2 separate regions of the Mus musculus genome follow, and region 1 is linked to region 2. A link is a contact called in public HiChIP or PLAC-seq data. All regions are on one chromosome and are shown on one strand. The core of a region is the stretch at or near the end of the contact, and the rest is flanking DNA. Distances in the headings are between cores, read along the strand shown.

Region 1 (6,741 bases), core at 42-2,541, 340 kb after region 2:
TGTCACCTGAATTTTTGATCTTAGCCATTCTGACTAGTGTGAGGTGGAATCTCAGGGTTGTTTTGATTTGCATTTCCCTGATGATTAAGGATGTTGAACATTTTTTCAGGTGCTTCTCAGCCCTTCAGTATTCCTCAGTTAAGCATTCTTTGTTTAGCTCTGTACCCCATTTTTGTAATGGAGTTATTTGAATTTCTGGAGTTCAGCTTCTTGAGATCTTTGTATATATTGGATATTAGTCCCCTATCAGATTTAGGATTGGTAAAAATCCTTTCCCAATCTGTTGGTGGCCTTTTTGTTTTATTGACAGTGTCTTTTGCCTTACAGAATTTTTTAAATGAGGTCCCATTTGTCTATTCTTTGCAATTTTATGAGGTCCCATTTGTCTATTCTTGATCTTAAAGCACAAGCCATTGCTGTTCTGTTCAGGAATTTTTCCCCGGTGTGCCCATATTAATTTAAATCTTAAAGGGGATCATTGATAGCTGGTGGTTTTAAAGAAAAATATAAAAGCTATTTTACTCACTGATTGCTTATCTGTGCTGAGTGAAATATGGATAAAATCTGTATGAAGTCACACAGTTTATGTGTCCTGGCCAAATCATCTTGTTCGAATGTGCCTGGAGATTTTTATTTTTCCACCTGGCAATGACACACAGTGACAACATATCTCTGGTTGAAATAGAAATAAACAAACTGACAAAGAGTGCTATAACTGGGAAACCATCTCCAAGTCAGAGATCTAGGGGCTTTCCAAGAGCACATACACACAAGAAATATATTTTCTCTAATCATAAGGCCTATGGAGGCTATGAAGAAGGGTGCTTGATTTCTAAAACCCAGGGCTAGACTACGTGAGCCAACTAGACTTCCACCTTACGACAGTCAGGCAGTTCTCATTGTCCTGACAGACTGGTCGAGCACACCCTGCATTACGACTCCTTTGGCTCACATTAAGCAGCTAGCAGCACTTGGCTGGCTCTATGCCACCATATCTCAAACTGAGCTCTGAGCTGGTTAACTTTTTATCCCACATTGGCTTTTCATTCAAGGCACTGGAGATACCCCATGCCCATCAGGCAGTTTATGCCCCATCTGAGGACCCGGCAGCATGCCATGCCAGTTTTTCTCTTAGAGTGAATCTGAGACAAAGTTAGGGACAGCCCTTGGGCAAATGGAACACCTGGCCATGGCACACATCTAGAACCAAATCGTCCCAGAACACAAGACTGAGGGGGAGGACATGAACAGCCAAGAGCAGCTGTGCTGTTAGAGGTGCATGTCTGCCCGCACATCTCCAGTTAATCAGTGAATTCCATTCATACCTCAGATCGCTCTCCTCCCCATAGTCTTTGCTGTACAAAGTCTGGGAGGCTCTTGAGCCACAGTGTGGGATCCTGACAGACTTTATTTAGGGGACATTAGTAAGTTCTGCATTCTCTGCCTTTACCATCCTTAACCTCATGGGTTTTTTTTTTTTTTACCTTAGCCTTGCTTACTCAAGACACTGGCATGCATAGGTCTTGTGTTCATACATCAAACAGCAAGGGACAGGATAATCCCATCCATCCTGGGAATTCACTGTTTTCAGAATGACAATAAGAACTATCTTCTATCTTCCCAGGATTGCAGAAACTGAGAGAGTATTCTCCCACAGTTTATCAAATCACACACCTTTACTGGTTCTGAAGAACCCAAAGGAAGTTTGAGCTGATGTGTCCTGGAGTGGTACAGGGAGTGGTCACAATAGGAGCAGTGATGTACTGGTCATAGCAGTAATAACTGCCACTCAACAGATTTCCTGGTATGGCTACTCTTCTGAGTCTTTTATTCCATCCTCTTAGCTACCCCTAAAAGCTTGGCTGTGTTAATTATACGTGTTTTACAGCTAGCAACTACCCTAGAGAGTCCAGTAAGGCCAAATCAGCCACAGGATTGTGTCTTAGAGGAAGTTCAGTGCTGGAGAAGACAGGTATGATTGCTTTCTTAGGAAATGTCCCTGGTGTTCATTATACTAGTGACAAAAAAATCATATTAGTGCTGACATCTGTGCTGATATTCCCATCAAAGGTGTGCCTGTTAGTTAACCCCTGTCATTCAGGAAGGTGTGCCCTTCCTGTCCTTCCTCCACCTAGACATGTGTGAGCTTGTGCTCTGCTTTCCAACCAAAGTAGAGAGGTTGTCTGTGGCTAGTCAGTAATACCCGTGATGGGCTGGGGAGATGGCTCAGTTAGTGAACTAGCTGTTCACGAATACGAGGATCTTAGCAGTCATGTAGAGGAGAAAGAAATAATAAAAAAAGCTAGCCACAACCATACTCACCTGTGATCCCAGCACTGGGCTAGTAGACACAAGAGGATCCCTTGGGCTTGCTGGCCAGCCAGCATAGCTGAATCAGTTGAGAAAGATCCTGTATCCAAAATAAAATGGAGAGCGATGGAGGGGGACCCCTGACTTCAACCTCTGGTCTCCATAAGCTTGCACTTACATGTGTGCATGCATCCGTACCTCACACCACCCTCCCCAACACTCCCTACGAAAGCCTGGAGGTGGCCAGTTTGTGTGGATGGATAGAAAGCTTAGCAAATTGCACACTGTCTTAAAGCTAGTTTGGGGGATTTTCTAGACTTTCCAAGTCTAAAATTATCAAACCACTCAGCTAGGGAACTTGTTATTGTTTAGCTTTCGGCCCTCTTCATTCCTGCCCAGCATGACTTCCTGTTGATGAACAAAGCTTGGGTTATTCTGTCAATCCTCAGGGCTTTCTGAAGCTATGCATCCTGAAGTTTACTTAAAAATGTAAATACTCATTTAAAAAATGGAACATGAACAAATTATGCTCAATTTAGCAAAAACATAGAAGTTGGCAAAAAACATTTAGAAGGTTGATTGATTTATAGCAGTATAGCTCATGTAGAGTAGGGACTAGTTTTGCTTGTGTATCGCGCCCCCGCCCTTACCCGTCTCTGCTCACATGTATGTGGTGTGTGTGTGTGTGTGTGTGTGTGTAACCAGGTCTCATGTATCTCAGATTGGCTTCAAACTCAATATGTAGCCTTCAATGGTCTTGAACTTGTGATCCCCTTACCTCTATGTCCTAAATGCTACAAGTTCGGATTTGTGCTACCACACGTAAATTATACAGTGCTGGGTCTGAACACAGGGCTTTGTAAGGATTAAACAAGCTCTCTACCAGCTGAGTGCCCATTCTCAGCCATAGGTATGATTTCAGTAATCTCAAATTTTTAATCTAAAGTTTTTCTTCCTTCCTCTTTATTTTTATTTCTCTGCGATAGGATCTCTCTGGGTAACCTCATCTATCCTGAGACTTCTGTGTAGAGCTGGCTAGCCTCTAACTCACAGAGATCTACCTTCGTTGGCCTCACAACCGCTAGGATTAGAGGCATATGCCATCATGCCTGGGTACCTTTTTCTTTAATAGGGATTTATTATTATTATTAGGAGTAGTATTTGTGTGTATTCAGTGCAGCTGTCTGTGTGGCATGTGTGGGGTCCAGAGGGTGTCTGTCATAGGGATGTCTTCTTCAATTGCTTCTCCAACCTAGGTTTTCCGAGTGTGAGTCTAGCCTCACTGAACCATGCGCTCACTACTGTAGGTTGGACTATGAGCCCCCTAAGAGCCAGTATCTCTGCCCTGTGTGTGTTGGGGGGGGGGTGCGAGGTAAAGGTTCATGCCACCATATGATGGTGTGTGTGTGTGTGTGTGTGTGTGTGTGTGTGTGTAGAGGTAAAGGTTTGTGCCACCATACCGGGCTGTCACACAGGTACTGCGGATCCAGACTTGGGTCTTCATGCTCGCCCAGTTAGCACTATCCACTCAGTCATCTTCCCAGCCCAAGGCTTTATTATGTTTTTTTTTAATCATACAAATCAACACTGATCAAGGTTAAGAGGTGAGAATTAAGGCAAGATGACTTTGTATACTTGATGACATCACCTTAATAATTGAAACATCAGCATAGGAGAGGCCCTTGGATGTGTTCTTCACATACGCAGTGCTTTGGTGACAGTTGTTTAGTCTGACAGCTTTGATGATGTGCAGAAAGAGTGTGCCAGCATCCTGAGGCATCCTCAGAGAAGATGAGATGATGAAGATGGGAGAAACCTGGGAATGAACAGCTTTCTTTTTCCATGTTCTCATTTAATACACTCAACATGTCACTGAAGCTGTAAGCTCTCAAGTCCACAGGTTCTGGAGACCCCATGGGAGCTTGTAGAGTTTCTGCAATTTCCCTATTGCTTCTATTTTTTGCTATATCCCCTCTGTCCAATTTAGCACATTCCTGTGACATATAATGTAATGCATGAAGCAACATTTCCATTTGTTCTAGGTTGGGAAAATTAAGTAAATTACCCAACTTTTACTGAATGGTATTAAAGGCAGGCCACTGCTTCCAAGGAAAACCAAACGGCCTCCAAGCCTTGCCGTGGTTCTCATGATAGTTGTTTGAACATTTTGTTCTTGGTACCACACATCTGGTTCCCATGTTTATTCTGGAAGAGTACAGTCACATGGGGGTGACTAAAGGATACTTGATCCTGAATCTTGGATGTTATTTTATTGTTGTTGTTTTAATTTTCTTGAGAGAGGGTTTCATGGAGCCCAGGCTGGCCTTAAACTCCTGGTCTTCTTGCCTCCCCTTCCCTCCCAAGGGCTGGTCTCACAGGTGTGCACCAGCATGCCTAGTTTGTAAATTATTATTTTTATTTATTTGTATGTATATGTATGTTTCGTGTGTGTGTGTGTGTGAATGTGAATGCCACATGACATGGCATTCACATGTCATGAGACATGTGACACACATGTGTGTAGAGGTCAGAGAGCAAAGTTTGTAGGAGCTTCTTAGGGACTGAACTCTGGCTCTAAGACTTAGCAGCAGGCACCTTAGAACCTGCTGAGCCATCTATCTCCCTGACCCCGGATATTGTGTCTGGACATCCATCTTGATATTATATAATTGATATGTGACGAAGCTGACCCCTTTAGATCTGTAGTTCCGTGGTGTTCAGCAAAAAGTTACGTGGACATCACAATAACCCACTTTAAAAATATTTTCATCACTCTCTGAGACCTTCAACTTCATTTCTGTAGGCATCCCTTGTTCTCCCTTCTGCTTGGCTGGGTCTGCCCATACTGAACATCTTATCTGGTGGAGTCAGTAGATGAGACTACTGGAAATTTTAGTTTCATGCTCAAAGGTGCATCAGGGACACACCCTGGTTACTGCACAGGGCCCCTCTCTTCCCTGGTGTCTGGCAGTGTGAAAGAAAGACAGACTGACACAGGGCCATTGCCTAGTTCACTACACTAAGTTATTTTGTCTTTAAGAGCTCCAGATTCTTTCTCTACTCAGTTTTTAGAAAGTTAATAGGAATACGTAACATTAATATGAGATAGTTGTAGTTATATTGCAAAATCGTTAGAGAGATCACTAGTATCAGTTGTGACCATGAATGAATGACCCAAGCCCCTGGAAAGTTTAATTACCACATCTCTGAAATAGAAATAATAATACCAGAATTACTTTGGAGGCTTTTTAAGATGTCAGACGTGTATATAAAATGCCCACCACACTGTTGATGCATTAGGCCTATTAAGCAAGTATTAGTTATTCTTCACTGAAATAAACTGGTAGGTGCTATTCTATGTCATTTGTTAGGAGTTTGCTTATATTCTGCTCAGGATTTGCATTAGTGTGTAAGAAAATTTACATACTAGTAAATACATACAAAGAAAGGAAATATGCAAACAAGGAACCACAGCTAATAGTGCTGTCAGAAAGACGTTATCAAGGGAGTACATAAATAATGAGACTCACAGCTAGCATTTATGTACCTGGCTTTCTTTCTTCTTCCTCTCTTTCTCTCTCTGTTCTCTTCTTCCTTCCTCCCTCCCATCCATCTTTCCTTTCCTCTCTTTCCTTTCTTTTTTTTAAAAAACAATTTCTTTATTAGATATTTTCTTCACTTACATTTCAAATGCTATCCCGAAAGTCCCCTATTACCTCCCCCTCCCCTGCTCCCCAACCCACCCAGTCCTGCCTCCTGACCCTGGCATTCCCCTGTATTGGGGCATATGATCTTCGAAATACCAAGGGCCTCTCCTTTCAATGATGGCCGACTAGGCCATCTTCTGCTACTATGCAGCTAGAGACATGAGCTCTGCTGGGGTACTGGTTAGTTCATATAGTTGTTCCCTCTCTTTCCTTTCTCTTCTATCTTTCCTGGAATACTGACAGTAGACTCCAGAGTTTTGCACATGCTAGGCAGTTACAGCCTTATCTCTTACCCTGAGGCCTATTCTTTGTCTTGTTTTAATCAATTAATTACCTTACTAATTTTGTAATTGTTGTTGAGATAGGGTTGAGACAGGCTTGGAACTTTTGGTGTAGACCACTTGGCTGGCCTTGAGAGATCCACTTGCCTCTGTTTCCCAAGTGCTGGGGTTACAGGCATATGCTACCATGCCTAGATACAGCAAGTTTATAAGAAACCCTTCTTTGAATGTCTTTCTTTTGAAATGTGAGAACAGTGGGCAGATATGATCAAATGACAGCCCTGGTTGGGAGAATCTTTGCTCATGCTTAGTCTGTTCTCCTACCTGTGGGAGATGAGTTCTCAGTAGGAATGAGTTCAGCATCTCACTATACAGCATAGTGTACCTAGCTGTATATATGTGTGCATGAGCTTGTGAGTGTGTGTGTATGTGAGAGTGTGTGT
Region 2 (6,242 bases), core at 2,601-5,100:
ACATCATCGTACGTGCCTGCAATCCCAGCTGCTCAGGAGACCAAGGCAGGTGAACAGTCCACACAGGGGTTCAGCCTTTCAAAAACAAACAAGCAAAACAGTTTCTGATGGTGAGACTAGCACAGGGCAACTTTCTGAAAACTATGAATGTTAAGGTATACCAGAAAAATGTTGTAGCTACCTAACACTTAAGGCTTTTTCTAAGGATTCAGGGAACTGGAAGAAGTGTACATAGAGTCAAGTGACACTTGGAAACTGTGAAATCATCAGACGCTGGGGATAAGGGTTGTGCTGTTGGGGGTGGGGGTGTACTGATGGGGGAGAGCTGATGGAGTGGGGGAGGGCTGTGCTGCTGGGGTGGGGGAGGGCTGTGCTGTTGGAGTTGGGAGGGCTGTGCTGTTGGGGTGGGGGAGGGCTGTGCTGTTGAAGCTTGGAAGGATTGTGGTAGAGAAGTTAGGGAGGCTACTAAGAAATTACTAGGGGGTTAGAGAGGTGGCTCAGCGGTTAAGAGTACTGACTGCTCTTCCAAAGGTCCTGAGTTCAAATCCCGGCAGCCACATGGTGGCTCACAACCACCAGTAATGAGATCTGACACCCTCTTCTGGTGTGTCTGAAGACAACTACAGTGTACTGGCATATAATAATAAATAAATCTTTTAAAAAAAAAGAAATTGCTATACTGGGTATTTTCTTGAGATGACTGAGTTTTTACAAGGGATAGCAAGACTGGCTTCTAAATCACTTCTAAGAGAGAAACAAAACCTGATAAAGCTTAAGTTATGACAGGCGTTTGTGCAGCTGATTTGTGTGTTTACGTTGTATTTGTAGTAAAAATGAAAAAAGAAATCAAAATCTGACATAGAGTTATATGGCGGCGAGTAAAGAAAAGGATGCACACGAGAGCCTCCCGCTCGAGGTGATCACTACTTATACTGCTGTCAGTCACAAGGATTGACAGTTTCCTAAGAGCGCACTTCCTTCCTTCTCTTTATGAGCAAGCCTCAGAAAGAAGCGAGCCTGCAAACCAGCAAGACAGCGGCTGTAAGCAGTCCGCCATAGATGCTCTGTCAAACACCATCTGACACTCCATTTCCATCTTCCCTTTTCTACCTCATCCTGGTTTTCTGTTTGTTTCGTTTCTGGTTTTTGGTTTTTTGAGACAGGGTTTCTCTGTGTAGCTCTAGCTGTCCTGGAACGCACTCTGTAGACCAAGCTGGCTTCAAAGTCACAGAGATGTGCCTGCTTCTGCCTCCTGGGTGCTGAGGTTAAAGGCATGAGCCACCACCAGGCTCAAATACTGGTTTTGAAAAATAATTTCCTGTGACTCCCGATTCGGAACCTAGAAACTCAGAAGCTGCCAACATTGCTATCCGGCCTTTGCAGCAAAGCTAACCTGGGTTTGTTTGTTTGTTTGTTTGTTTATTGGATTTAGTTTTATATATGAGTGTTTTGCTTGAATGTACAACTGTGTACCACATGTATGCTTAGTGCTCGAGGAGGTCAGAAGACGACATCAGGTCCCCTGCAACTGGGTTTTGGATGGTTATGAGCCAACATGTGGTTGCTAGGAATCAAAATGGGATCTTCTGCAAGCACAGGTACTCTTAATCTCTGAGCCATCTCTCCAGTCCCCTAACCAGGGCTTTTAATAAAACAACTATGGAAATAACAACAGAATTCATAGAGGGAAGGTACTAAAACAACACGGAAACACATCAAAGTCTCCATTTAAAATCCTAAGATCTGCTCATGTGCACTCGCGCACACGCACACATGCACACACACACACACACACACACACACACACACTGTTGTCTTGCCCACTTCCTGCATCCTTTCCCAGGAGCACTGCACTGTATCATCACAGTGGCCACCGTGAGCCTGATGCAGGGTCACAGACATTAGACACAAAAGCCCAGGGGTGGTTAGGCGGATTTCCTTACACTAAATCGTTCCTGCACACTTTCTATGGACACGAGGAAGGGTACCTGGCACAGGTAAATCCTCCCCTTGGCTGTTTTAGAAACCAAATTAAATAGTTAGAGGGAAAGGATGTGAAGGAACAGAGGAGGAAGAGTAATGGTTAACTGAGTTTTTGCCGCGCTCCACTGTGAAAACAGCTCAAAAGGGCCAGCTTGGGGGGGGGGGGGGGAGGGTAGAAAGGAGGAGGGAGAATGGAGGGGGAAGGGACCAGATGGGGAGGCTGTCACAACACTCACTACTAGAAAATGAAAGTTTTAATCTGGAGTTTATCAGGAATTGACTCTAAAGTTGAACAATTAATTCTGTGTTTTATAAAGTAGCAGAATTAGAGAAGAGCCCTCACACTCCTTTCTGCTCTTAAGAGATTATGTTTTTAGCACCAATTCCCTGCCCTGCTTACTCACTACAGATTAAACTAAAGCTAGAATCAAACGGGAGCCTGTGACGCCTGAACTGTCTTACTGGTTCGGGAGTGGCTTCGGCCTCCTTATTAAAGGGAGGAAGAACTTCAGTCGAAGGATGAGAACCAAAACACACGGTTGTGCTGGCGGCTGCTGTGTTTTTATGCCAATGAAATCTAATTTTACAGCTGAGTTCTACCCTGTGCAGGAAAGACACTTGCCATGGCTTGCCACCTGAATGAAGGAAAGGGAGGTGATAATTGCTCATGCAGAAAACCCTCTTGAGACATGAGCAGTACCGAGAGGTATGTGCCCAGCTGGTTGGTTGAGGCACGAATAGTCTGGAATTTGCCTTCTTGTCTGATATGTATTCATTAGTGAAGTCAAATCACAGCCGTCTGGAAAAAAAAATCTTAAGCTTAAAAATATTCTGGCTTTTTGCATCCAATTAGAAGCATGGAAGCTCTGACAGAAATCCTGTGAAATAGAGTTCTTTCCATTAAAAATAAAACTATAGCAGAACAAAATGAATGGCAAGCCCCCCGAGAACTCCCATCCTGCTCTCGAGAGAAAGGGAAGGAAACTAACTCATTGGCTGTGCAGGCCTGTCATCGACACTCCACAGATCCATAGGTGTGGGCTGGGGACAGAACCTCGAGTGCTCATGGCCTAGCTCCACACCTGGACACCTGACAGGCCAGGACAGTGGTCACAGACACTTTTCTCCTTGTAACTTGGCTTTGAATATACTTTTAAGTGGCTTTCGTGAAGTCATTCACAGTACAGTCATGGCAGAACACCCAGAGTTACTTAGGGAAAGTACTATTTTCAGGAGAGGAAAAAAGTCCAAATATAAGTTCTCTATGAATATACAGAGGTTTCTTTCATAGCACGCCCCACAGACCAAACTTTTAGAGGAAAAAAAAAAAAAAAAGGAAAAAAGTTACATCACCGTATATACACAATCTCTAGACCCCAAATCCATATCTCAGCTCTGCAAATATTAACCGAGAGAGGAAAGGGGCTTATCTACGGAAAACGTTTACCAAGGGTTGGTTTGTTTAGTTCATTGTTTTTGAATGGTATTTAAGTAAGGCTGCTGACAGAACCAGACACTTTTACTGGAACACTTAGATTCCAGGGCCCTTCATACCACAGTACCTCTGACACCCCGCCTGGACATCCCAAGGATGGCAGCCTAGCATCACAAGAAAACATTCCAGAACGATGAGCCCTGCTCACTTGCAGCCGAGTCAGCTTAGCAGCATATTTTTGCTAAGGATGACTGTAACTGCAAACATGTATTTTCTATAAGTGAGATGTGGAATTTCGTGTATATTTCCTTCTACTCTTTCTCAAGGGACAATATAAGGAAAGTCAGAATCAGTCTGGGCCACCGTGAACGCCTGCTATGGTGGTCGAGTAGGAGTCAGAGACCCTGTGATCCCTTCCAGGCCCAGCGCACGCCCAGGCAGCCTGCAGGCACAGCATGCCTGGCACCCTGGAAGCACTTAGGCAGACCCTGCTGTATTTCAGGTGTCTGAATACTTCTGCACAGGCTCCCTGACTCTCAATCTCTCTGCCTACAGAATAAGTAATTGGTTCTTCAGCACATGACTTCTAGATCATGTCATACAACCAACCTGCATTTTTATATCTCTACTTAGAGATCTAGTATGAATGAAGCTCACATGTAAACTATCTCAACACCTGCCTGGGTACTAACAACTAAGTATAGCACCCTTTAGCGGGGGAGGGAGAAGGCTTTTAAGCATAATCAACAAGTTGCTTTCTGGAAGGGTCTGCAGGAGTTCTGAGCATCATTCACACTAATTCTATCAGGCCTCACGACATTCCTGTGAATGGTCAGCACAACTTCCATGACATCTAAGTCTCTGCCCAGGAGAAGTAGGAAGTGCAGACACCGGCAATGAGCCAGGGCTCCTAGTGAGCTCTCAGAGATCAGGGACTCTCAGCACAGAACAAACCTGGATGAGTGGACAGACGCAAAATGGCCAGGCCAGAGGGTTTGATGGCTAGATGAAATGACCACAAAGACCAAACCCAGAAGAGGTAAATTCTACAGGGACCCTAAGAGTGCCACACCTTGTCTCCCAGGCGTACCCAATCCCTTCTACAATGGCAAAGAGCTTTCAGGCTTCAGTGAAACCTTACCAAGACAGAGACCTCAGAACGTTTTAAGATAGATACCTTGAGGAATGTTAAGTTACTCCATCATCCAATCTCTTAGCCCAGATGGCAAAGACTTAGCACACAGGATGGAGAGGGAACTCCATGGTAAAGGTACCTGCTTTTACTTCAAGCCAATCCCTGCAACCAACATGGGGGAAGGAGAGGGCCAAACCTAACCTTTGTAACATATTCATACTCATACACACACAACCACACACACTGTAACATACATACACACACTCATACACATACAATCACACATTCTGTAACACACACACACACACAAGAAAGTGTAACAAGGCATTTAAAAAAACTTAAGAGCAGGAAAAAAAGGCAGAAATAAAATATAAAGAGCTAAAGTGGCCCCCTGGTGACAGGAGGTGTGTCATCATTAAACACAGAAGCAAAATGACTACAGGAGAGGGCAGCTAGGCAAGTCACAGACTGCTGGGGAGTTTCTCAGAGTGAGCTGTGCTGCAGCAGTTTTTGAGACTGCCGTTTTTAAGGCTTTTTATCTAATACCTAGAAAAACCTTGAACACTTCTTTCTGAAAGAAACAAAGTAACATAGTAACCATGTTCCAAAAGCACTTGGTCAAAAAGGCACTCAAATGCCAGTGAACCTGGCCAAAGATAATCAGACACTGCCTAACAAATACTGCTGTGTGCCAGGCCCTGCTGCGGGAGTCTAAAATAAAGGCACGAGGGTAAACGGCATTACGGTGAAACACTATATGGGATTAGCTAGGCACAAATCCACACTAGACACTTCTGGCAAAACTCTGCACATGTCTGCAGACCTCCACTCTGTCTAAGGCCTTTCATCTATAAGCCCCATTGTCTAAATTTGGCTTCCCAGCTGTGGCTTCTTTCCTATCTTTGAAATCTGACTAGTGTTGAAAAGGTGAATATCTTCAGAACCTGCCCCAGCCTTAAGCTTCGTTTTAAAATAATATTTATTATTTGTAATCATGTGGAGGTGGGCATATATGTGTGCTGGTATGTGCACATGAGTGCTGGTGCCCATGGATTTTGGGTCTTCTGGAATAGGAGGTTGTAAGCCACTCTCCACCTGTGCTGGGACTTGAACTTGGGTCCTCTTCAAGAGCACTGCGTACTCTTGACCACTGAGTCATCTCTCCAGTACCACAGAAAATATTTTTCAGTGGGGCCCAACTTGAGTCCCGCCTGGTAAGTGTATCGCTCATCCATCGTCACTAAAGGTTCTCTTTGCAACAGACAGAAGCTACTGCAGAGAGCCACGCCTGGTCAAAATGGAGTGTCTGTGGAGTGCTCAAACACAGTCGGCCCACGAGCAATGCAAACTCTGCCTCCCTATGCCCCGATAAGCAGACTCACGCTCTCCATTAAAAGCAAAGATCAACATCACCAGTGTCCAGACAACCAATCCCGTGTGCTCGTGCCTAGGTGAGAATGCTTCCTGCTCCACCCTTGCCAGATGCTCACTTAAGCCCGTCTGAAATGTTGCAACAATTTCATTAAGTATTCTCTAGGCATATATATATACACACACACACATACATATATTCAAATAACAAAAAAACCCGTTGTTTTCCTGAGGCTGAAGGAGAACTCTTCAGACAAGAACCTCAAGTCTCAAGCTCAGAGAGAATGATGAAGAAGACATTGAAATTCACTTCCTAAA

The links. HiChIP or PLAC-seq counts read pairs in DNA pulled down with a chosen protein or histone mark.
Region 1: a contact with region 2 is called in an H3K27ac HiChIP or PLAC-seq map of extraembryonic endoderm stem cells. The contact joins two enhancer-like sites. A contact is called at or near these places in 1 of 484 Hi-C or Micro-C datasets (nephron progenitors) and 5 of 115 datasets of contacts at active chromatin or transcription factors (bone marrow-derived macrophages, extraembryonic endoderm stem cells, fibro-adipogenic progenitors and 2 more).

What each region holds. Positions count from the first base shown.
Region 1 is chr3:27,987,045-27,993,785 of GRCm38.p6, forward strand. The region is part of intron 2 of Pld1 (phospholipase D1); the gene reads left to right. Among named protein-coding and RNA genes, the nearest start is that of Pld1, 52 kb to the left of the region's middle. Within about 2 kb of position 1,292, at least 42 of the 459 cell types and tissues checked have an H3K27ac peak or open chromatin away from gene starts, as enhancers often do. A contact at or near this core is called in extraembryonic endoderm stem cells, where this site is marked.
Region 2 is chr3:27,649,266-27,655,507 of GRCm38.p6, forward strand. The region is part of intron 1 of Fndc3b (fibronectin type III domain containing 3B); the gene reads right to left. Among named protein-coding and RNA genes, the nearest start is that of Fndc3b, 58 kb to the right of the region's middle. Within about 2 kb of position 3,851, at least 54 of the 459 cell types and tissues checked have an H3K27ac peak or open chromatin away from gene starts, as enhancers often do. A contact at or near this core is called in extraembryonic endoderm stem cells, where this site is marked.